3 separate regions of the Mus musculus genome follow, and all the other regions are linked to region 3. The links are chromatin contacts, called in public HiChIP or PLAC-seq and promoter capture Hi-C maps. All regions are on one chromosome and are shown on one strand. Each heading gives the region's core, a stretch centred on a gene start, on an enhancer-like site or on the middle of the called end of the contact. The rest is flanking DNA. Distances are from core to core; before and after follow the strand shown. Region 1 holds the start of Cdh5 (cadherin 5). Region 2 has its middle 15 kb from the start of Cmtm4. Region 3 holds the start of Tk2 (thymidine kinase 2, mitochondrial).

What was found. HiChIP or PLAC-seq counts read pairs in DNA pulled down with a chosen protein or histone mark. Capture Hi-C pulls out chosen DNA fragments and counts their contacts.
Region 1: a contact with region 3 is called in a promoter capture Hi-C map of liver. The contact joins the promoter of Cdh5 here to the promoter of Tk2 in region 3. A contact is called at or near these places in 13 of 39 promoter capture datasets (the 3T3-L1 cell line, the C10 cell line, the HPC-7 cell line and 9 more), 2 of 15 datasets of contacts at CTCF or cohesin (large pre-B cells and pro-B cells), 9 of 484 Hi-C or Micro-C datasets (B cells, CD4 T cells, the CH12 cell line and 6 more), 9 of 115 datasets of contacts at active chromatin or transcription factors (the HPC-7 cell line, bone marrow-derived macrophages, cardiomyocytes and 3 more) and 4 of 9 other capture datasets (adipose tissue, liver, macrophages and 1 more).
Region 2: an H3K4me3 HiChIP or PLAC-seq map of embryonic stem cells shows a contact between it and region 3, with 15 read pairs. The contact joins the enhancer-like site here to the promoter of Tk2 in region 3. A contact is called at or near these places in 4 of 39 promoter capture datasets (3T3-L1-derived adipocytes, the C10 cell line, liver and 1 more), 9 of 484 Hi-C or Micro-C datasets (the HL-1 cell line, cortical neurons, double positive thymocytes and 6 more), 8 of 115 datasets of contacts at active chromatin or transcription factors (CD8 T cells, bone marrow-derived macrophages, embryonic stem cells and 2 more) and 3 of 9 other capture datasets (adipose tissue, liver and pancreatic islet).

The regions. Positions count from the first base shown.
Region 1 is chr8:104,099,954-104,102,952 of GRCm38.p6, forward strand. It overlaps Cdh5 (cadherin 5), which reads left to right and starts at 1,672. Exons shown (of 12, transcript NM_009868.4): 1 at 1,672-1,779. All of the region lies in intron 1 of Gm29682 (predicted gene, 29682), which reads right to left.
Region 2 is chr8:104,409,451-104,412,297 of GRCm38.p6, forward strand. No RefSeq gene overlaps it. Among named protein-coding and RNA genes, the nearest start is that of Cmtm4, 15 kb to the left of the region's middle. Within about 2 kb of position 1,386, at least 62 of the 459 cell types and tissues checked have an H3K27ac peak or open chromatin away from gene starts, as enhancers often do. A contact at or near this core is called in the HL-1 cell line, cortical neurons, embryonic stem cells and 1 more, where this site is marked.
Region 3 is chr8:104,247,254-104,250,050 of GRCm38.p6, forward strand. It overlaps Tk2 (thymidine kinase 2, mitochondrial), which reads right to left and starts at 1,305. Exons shown (of 10, transcript NM_021028.3): 1 at 1,148-1,305; 2 at 394-431. The coding sequence starts at 1,280.

The sequences.
Region 1 (2,999 bases), core at 422-2,921, 150 kb before region 3:
TGAGTACACAGACCACCAAGGCAGGCAGCTCTCGGGGAAGCTGTCTATGCTGGGCCAGCCCACCTTGAGGGCAGGGAACAGAACAGATTGTGGCAGAGAGGAAAATGTGGAGCTTCTGTTTGTTCACAGACACACGCACTCGCCCACGCACGCACGCACGCACGCACGCACGCACGAATGCACGCACGCAGTAGTTGAATGCTATGGATTCCGCTCAGAGCTGAGAACAGCCCCAGCGACAGTTCCCTGGCCTCTCTCCTTACTCTGATGTCCTCATCTGTCTTCACATGGTCTCAGGACGCTAATACTCCATCCTAATGTACACTCCTTTCCCTGGGCCTCCGTTCCAGTTCAGTTCTCAGAGGACCTGGAGGGAGTGATTGGCTACACCAACTTTGCTTTCGTTCACCAAGCCCATGTCTCTACTTGGGTGTCTAATGGGCATCTCCAACATTACCTACCCCAAACAGAAAACCCTTTCTTCCCCCCACCACACCCCACCCTACCCCCACAGTATTTTCTCCATGCCCGGAAAGATCTGCTCTCTTATGGTCCCTCTTTGCCTCACTGAAAAGCAGGACAAGTTGGGGACTTCCCAAACTTTTATGCATGAAGAAACCCAGGCAATTTGCCAAAAGGTACACTCTGGGGGTCTGTCATTTACTCTGAGCCAGAACCCTGAAATTTTTACTAACCCATCACATAATGAATGAAGAGAATCTTTTTCTTTTTTTTTTTTTTTCTTTTTTTTTGGTTTTTCGAGACAGGGTTTCTCTGTATAGCCCTGGCTATCCTGGAACACACTCTGTAGACCAGGCTGGCCTCGAACTCAGAAATCCACCTGCCTCTGCCTCCCGAGTGCTGGGATTAAAGGCGTGCGCCACCACGCCTGGCTGAATGAAGAGAATCTTGACCTCATCTCCCCAGCCTCTTGGTCCTGAGGGACCCTGGTCTACCTACTGCTTTGCTGTCTTCTTAGCTCTTCTTACTTTTTTGCTGACTCAGACCTATGGCTATCTCCATTATACAGATGAGGAGACTGAGGCATGGATCCCTGGTTGGTCCATGGTCACGTGAAGCCCATCACCCAGTATTTGTAAAGTGAGATGGGCCAGGCTGGTACCTTGGAACTGAAACTCACACTGCCCTACCTGGAAGAATCTGACAGGCAAAATCTGCTGCTGAAAGTGATTGTCTGTCACGTTTCTCAGCTGCCCGACTCTGAGAACTCCACAGCCCCCTTTCGTTCCACCATACTACAGAGTCGCCACGGAAAGCCGGCTCTGTGGAGAAGCTGAGGTAGCTGGGTTTCTGTCTGGGTTACTCTGTCCAGCGAGGAAACAAGTACCTTAGACCCACTAAGCCTCTGCTTTCTGAACTGTAAAGTGGGGGATATGACACCTGCCTCCCAGGGATGGCTGAATGCTCTGGCAGAAGCTTAGAGCCCCCACAGCTACCCCTAGGCTCACAGCTCCTCCGATGAGACCTAGAATTGAGGTATGAGTTGAATACCCCAGGCAGGTCCAAGGCTTCCACGGGCCCAGGCTGACCAAGCTGAGGCCGCCCACCGTAGGGCTTGCCTATCTGCAGGCAGCTCACAAAGGAACAATAACAGGAAACCATCCCGAGGGGAAGTGGGCCAGGGCCAGTTGGAAAACCTGCCTCCCTCCCAGCCTGGGTGTGGCTCCCCTCTCCCCTCCTGAGGCAATCAACTGTGCTCTCCACAAAGCTCGGCCCTGGACAGACTGCAGTGGAGAGAGCCTTCTGCTCACGGACAAGGTAAGTGAGACTCCCAAATCCCTCTCTACTCCTGTCTCATGGAGATAAAACTGGGAGAGTCCTGGCTTGCCCGTATGGGATGGCCACTGTAGGACTCTCAAGGGAACACAGCCTCTCCGGAGCCTGAGTCTCTCTGCTGGGGCCAGGGTAGGGCTAAAAAAAATGCATATCTCTTAGTGTGCAAGGACACAAACGGTTATCTCAGAACCAATGTTCAAGAAAGACTCAGCAGCCTTGTAAGTAGACTGTCGTACTCAGGGAAACTCCAGTGACCTGGAGCTTCTATGACTACCAGGCTCAAAGAGGATAGGATTTCCACTGTCACTCAGCAAGGACAAGGGCAGAGGACTGGAGTCTGGACCTTGGATTTGAGTAGGATCTGCTTTGTGTGGGATGGACAAATAACGGCTCTGTGATTCCCTTCCCTATCTACCAGGATTAGCTCTGCCTTCTGCCCAAAGGACAATCTGGTCCAGAGCTAAAGAGATAGATTTCCCAAGGTCTGACTTATATTCCCCTGCCCCGTTATCTCTACCTACAACACCTCGAGGGACTAGGGTGGGATTTGGGGAGCTGAAAGGGGTACTCGTTCCCTCTGTCAATATCTCCCACTTTCAAGATGGGCCTTCTGAGGTTCAGCTCTGGGCACTTGGAGTCCCATTTATGAGCCCTCTTCCCTCATCTCCCCTAGACTCTCAGAGCCTGCTTTGTGTTTCGGCAGTTGCAGGCAGGAAGGTAGCCTGTAGTTTCTCCCCCAACACCAGATACTCAGAGCCCAGAGCTCAAGAATTCTTGTGGCCGTACAGCTCAGCAAAGTCTCTGGAAGGCCCTAGAGACAAGGACCTCTGAGCCAAAAGCCCAGCTCAGAGACAGTGACCCTCGGCACTGATCCCAGCCTACTCACTTCGGTGTGGCCTTGGGACGGTAACCTAAGGTCTCCAAACCTTCATTAGGAGAGGACATTTTTGGATGCAATTCTATTCACAATCTGTGGTGAGCGGTGGAGATGGTTCATGCAGAAAGAATATTCCGACAAAACAATGGCTCCTGGATTTACTATCCAGTCCCAAGGAGGTAGATAGGGTAACTCTGTACTCAGAGACAACAACAGAGATCCAGAGGAGAGTTAGTGTGAAAATTGAGTCAGAATGACGATGGGAACTTAGATTTAGTCCTCCTCAGCACGGGCTCTTCCTGGAACCTGTGACTACATGGGGTCT
Region 2 (2,847 bases), core at 136-2,635, 160 kb after region 3:
CTACTACAACTGTGCACTTAAGAGTGAGAAAACTTGGAATTTTCTTCCTCTCATTTCTTCTTCTCCCCTCCCCATCCTCCATACCCCTTCTTCCTCCTTCCTCTGGCCCTTTCCTCCTGTGTTGGGAACTGAACCCAAGACCTTGTGTATAGTAAGGCAGCTGCCTTGCTTGGTACATATGGCCTTTGCTGCTCCTTCATGGCCCTTTCAGTGTAGGATGCTAAGGTAGCTCCACACGTTTATGCCTAATTGCCTTCCTGCCTGAGTTCACACTGGCTGGCTTCATTCCAGTCCACCACCACAGGGTTCACTGCAGTTTGCCCTCTTTTGATTACCCATCCCACCCTCTCCCTCCTCTGGCCCTGAGAGAGATGCCTGATCATCCTGCGTGAGTTTGCTGGCCCACTGTCTCTATAGAGCACACTTTCCCATCCTCACTGCCACACCCTCATCATTATATGGATGTCCGTCACATGGCTGGCTCTCCCCTCTCTGGATCACACACCCATATCTGGCTGTACTACATACATGTGCACACCCTGACAAAAGCAACCTAAGTTTATTTCAACTTACAGTGTAAGGGTTGATAGTCCATCACGGCAAGTTATCCCTAGCAATGAACTGGAGGCCACTGATCAAGGTAGCAGAGAAAAATGGCTGCAAGCGATCAGCTTTCTTCTCCTTCTCTTTCCTTCTCCTCCTCCTCCTCCTCCTTCTTCTTCTTTTTTGTTTTGGTTTTTCAAGACAGGGTTTCTCCGTGTAGCCCTGGGTGTCCTGGAACTCCAGTTCAGGCTGGCCTTGAACTCAGAAATCTGCCTGCCTCTGCCTCCCAACTGCTGGGATTAAAGGTGTGTGCCACCACTGCCCCAGCCTTCCTTTTTTAAAAAATTAATTAATTAATCTATCTATCTATCTATCTATCTATCTATCTATCTATCTATCTATCTATCTATTATATGTAAGTACATTGTAGCTGTCTTCAGACACTCCAGAAGAGGGAGTCAGATCTCGTTACGGATGGTTGTAAGCCACCATGTGGTTGCTGGGATTTGAACTCTGGACCTTCGGAAGAGCAGTCGGGTGCTCTAACCCACTGAGCCATCTCACCAGCCCTTTTTTTTTAATAAAAAAAAAAATTCTTCTACTATTTTATTGTGTGTGCGGGTGTTTTGGCCTCATGTATGTAAGCATAGCACATGCATGCATTGTGCCCACAGAAGCCAGAAGAGGGTGTTGGATCGCCCTGGAACTAGAGTTACAGATGGTTGTGAGCTGCCACATGGGTTCTGCCAACCGAACTTGGTCCTTTGGAGATGCAGCCATGCAGCCAGTACCCTGCTGAGCCATCTCGCCACCCACACTCCCATCCCCACCTCCCTTTTTTCCTTTATGACTAGATCTCTCACTATGCAGTCCTGGTTAGCCTGGTTAGTCATACTGCAGAGCAGGCAGACCTCAAATTCCTGTGATTTCCTTGCCTCTGCCTCCTGAGGGTTAAAAGCATATGCCAGTAGATCCTGTAGCTTTCTTTTTTATGCAAACCAGTTCTCCAGCCCAGGGAACAGTACTGCACACATTCAGGATGGGCCGTTCCCATCTCAATTAACCTAATAAAGATAATCCCTTACAGGCACATCAGAGGCTTGTCTCCTTAGCGATTCTAGATCCCATCAAATTGGCAGTATTCATCATCGCATCCTGAATCAGGTCAACTCCGTGGCTTTGTCCTTCTCAGCTTGTTTCAGCTCTGAAGTCTTGCAGGAGGGTGCTTCTTTTTCCTATGGCAGTGGCTAACACTCTATGCCAGGCCTTCCACTCCCAAACACAGGAAATGGCTTTTCACCTACTGAAGTCTCAAACACCTGCTCCAGGGCTCCACAGTTTCCCATCATACCCACAGGTAGCCATCTCCCATGCACCACCCGACGAAAGGCCTTAGGACCAAATTGTTGTGGGGGGTGAGGGGGGAGAAGGGACCTGTAAAGATTCTAGCTTTCGAGTGTGGGAGTTATGGAGTTTACTTGTAGCCTCAGAGACCTTGGTCTCAGTCTGGACTGAGTGGGCTCCATGTTCACCTTTCTATTACTAGCATCTTAAGTATCTGCAGCCCGGGTCCATGAGTCCTTGGAAGGTGACCATAGCTCCCCAGAGAGGCAGGAAGGAGGCACAGGACTACATATATATCCACATATCCAGATGCCCACGCATGCAGATGGCAGAGAGCTGCCTTGCCCATGAAAGCAGGCAGTTGCCCAGGTGATGGATCTTGTGATTCGCTGAGAGCCTATCTTCCCTAAAATAGCTATCTTTGCTCAGTCTGAACTAGCAATTTATTTCTTCAGTTTTAAGGCCTGGTATTTGACATTGTTCAGCCTGGGATAGAAAGCATGCAACCTAGGGAGAAGGCCATATCAAAGAGACATTGAGATTCATGTCCCCAGCTCTGCTCCTGTGTGATCCTGGCCAGTGACTTCCTCCCTGGCTCTTTGTCACCATCTCTAAGCCCTTTCAAAAGTTCTGACCTGTGTCCTTGACACACATTTCAGGACACTGTGCATTGCTAGGATACTTAGGGTCTCCCTGAGTGGCAGGTGAGATTTTCTCTTCTTTGGAGGATGACACTCACCAGAAGCCAAGGGACTTCCCCAAACCACTCAACTGTCAACTTCTGGGGCCAAGACTCACACTCAAGTCTGGGTCCGTGACTGAGGCAGTCCAGGTGTCCAGGCTGCAGCTGTGGGCTAGTTTTCCTTTCCTGCAGCTGTCCCAGTCTGGCCAAATCCCATGAGGGTTCCGAAGGCAGTGGGAACTATCTGGCAGAGCAGCTAAATGGAGACTGTGTTGGGT
Region 3 (2,797 bases), core at 55-2,554:
AGACAGCAGAAGGAAGTGAGAAGAACACTTCCCCCCACATCTGGGCGGGGCAATCGGCAGTGAAGCAAATAGATGCAATTTAAGCCGTTTAGATGGCTCGGTCAGCATCTTTGGCAGTTCACAAACACCTGAACATGAGTGCTTACTACCTGAATGCAGCTCGAGGCCCCACTCCCGCCCGTACACACAAGAAATGGCTAACGGTGATGGAATCTAAGGAGAGGAACCGGGCCACAAGAAGGAAGAGAGATTTGTGACCCTGGATATCGTCTTGGGTTTGGTTTTTCACTGTGCGCACCATTGTTTTTGTTCTCCGCCTCAAAAAAAAAAAAAAAAAAAAAAACAAAACCAAACCGAAATTACGCTGGAGAAAGCATGCAAAGAGAAACTTACCACTGCTTTTTTCTCCTTATCATTTTCTCTATCTTTATCTAAAAAAGGAAAGGAAATCGATGTTTCAATTATTCACTCTGCTCTGTGCTGACCTGATAAATGACCACACAGTCATTGCGTATGCGTGTTCCCTGGCTTACAAAAAATGTTTGCCATTCTTGGGACTCTCTACAGTTGGGTCCGTATGTGTCGCTGTACTGGGCCCAGGCCCATGTGTGCTTGCTTAGTTTCCTTTGCTCGGTACATTCTACTTTCCGTTTCACCTGGATTGTGTGCTTAGGATCTTCACAGCGCACCCAGGGATAACCTACACTCTGAGAGATTCCAAGGGTTGGGACCCAGGCTGTCTAGGCCAAGACTGGCAACACTGCCAACCCACCTGGCAGCAGCAGCCCGAGGCCAATGAAAGCTATGTCACCTGGCTTCCATTTCCGAAGAGAAAGATCCGCACTGCCAGCAAGAGGAGAAAGTCGCAAGCCTGAACCCGCCCCCTAGGTCCGCAGACACCTGCATCCACTAAGAGCTGATTAAATACAGCTCGTGCCCCAACTAGCCACCTCCCAAGCCTAAAGAATCTGACAATAAAAAATAAAAATTAAAAAAATGGGCCGAGAAGCCGCGTTTGAGCCCCACTAAGTGCCGATCCTGACAGTTCATTAGGGTCCCACAGTCCCCAGACCCTTCCTGGGGACTAGCAGGTGAGGGGGCGGGGTTCAGTGTGGCCCCTACGAGGTGGCACAAAAGCACTAGTTACCCGGAGGCCAGGCGCGGCGAGGTGCCCACAGCGGCCCGGCGCCCGAATCGAGGCTCCCGGGGCTCCCGGAGCTCCCCGGGCCCACGCTACGCAGGGACCGGGCAGCCCAACTACGCAGCGACCGCAGCAGCATAGTCCCTGGCTGATGTGCAAGTCCTACTTCCTTCCGGTGCGTCCTGGAGCCCCGCCCCACCCCTTGTCCGGCCCCGCCCCTTAAGGGATCCGCTAGTATTTCTCCCTCTAGGCTACACCGAAGAGATTCAAAGTGAGGATTTCCCCACTTACAGACCGCAGAATGGCCCTGACCCAAGTAGATTTAGAGAATGGATGGCATAATAATGCCGGGGACTGCTTAGTATATCCGATTACTTCCTTGGTTGCCGGCTCCATCCACACCTCGCACCGCCTACTCAGGATGTCCTGTATTTTCCTTCGAAAATACTCTGCAAGTAGACCTTGTCAAACTTGGGAACATTTTCCAAGCTTGTCCTTGGGCTTCAAAGGGCCCTCCTAGGTTTAATCCCCACCATCACAAAAAACAGTGTGAGGGACACAGGTGAGAGGGCCGTGAAAGCCATTGTTCCCAAATGTTACAGTCTTTGACATTTTCAACGTTTGGATTTTAATGTTCCTCGGGAAAGCATAACGAATATCTCCCCTGAATGAACAAAAAAGGGATAAGAAAAAAAGCATGTAAGGCCAACTTGTAAGCAAAAATAAGCTTGGGTACTATAATTCACCCATTCAAGACCAATAAGCCCAGATGTTGCCGCCTTGACTGTATATGGGCAGTTACAATGCGTGTAAAGAAGATTTCCACTTCTTCCAGGTGGCAAGATGCTGGCAGTCGTCTTGGGCAAAATGAAGAAAGACATTTTCTGGGTTTTGTTTTACTCTTTTAGATCTGTAACAAAAAAGCCATCACCCTAACAGGGCTTCCTGTTTATTTGCTAGGCACCTAGTAAAGGCAAATAAAATCTTCAAATTCAAAGTCGACAGTTGTGTGTGTGTGTGTGTGTGTGTGTGTGTGTGTGTGTGTGAGCGTCTTGGGGTGAGATTGTTGGTAACTGTTGATCAGATTCAGCCAAATGAACAGATCTTAGATGGGCAGGATCCAAAGAGATCTAAATGGACTGGGGTTGTGGGCTAGTTAATTCTTACCAAGGCAACACAAACTAGAAACACCTCGGGAAAGGGAGCCTCAATTGAGAAACTGGCTGCGGCAGATTGGCCTGTGCGCATGTCTGTGGAGCATATTCCTGTTGCTAATTGATGAAGGAGGGGTTTTGTTGTTGTTGTTGTTTTGTTTTGTTTTTGTTTTTTGCCTCCTTGCTATGGGCAATGCTGTCCCTGGGCAGGTGAGCTGCGGGTCTTTATGAATGAGCAAACCAGAGAACTACTGAAGCTGATAAACACTCTTAGTTCTTCTGCTTCTGCTTCTTCTGCCTCCGGTTCCAGCCTTGAGTTCCTACTTTGTCTTCCCTCCTGTAAGCCAAATAACCCTTTCTTCCCCCAAATTGCTTTTGGTCAGTGTTTGTTTTATCACAGAGAAGCAAACTAGGACGGGTGGTTATTCAGTTCTCCAAAAGAAATCATGAGACTTAATTCACATAATGGAAGTGACATATTCTTCCTGTGTCTATCATCATG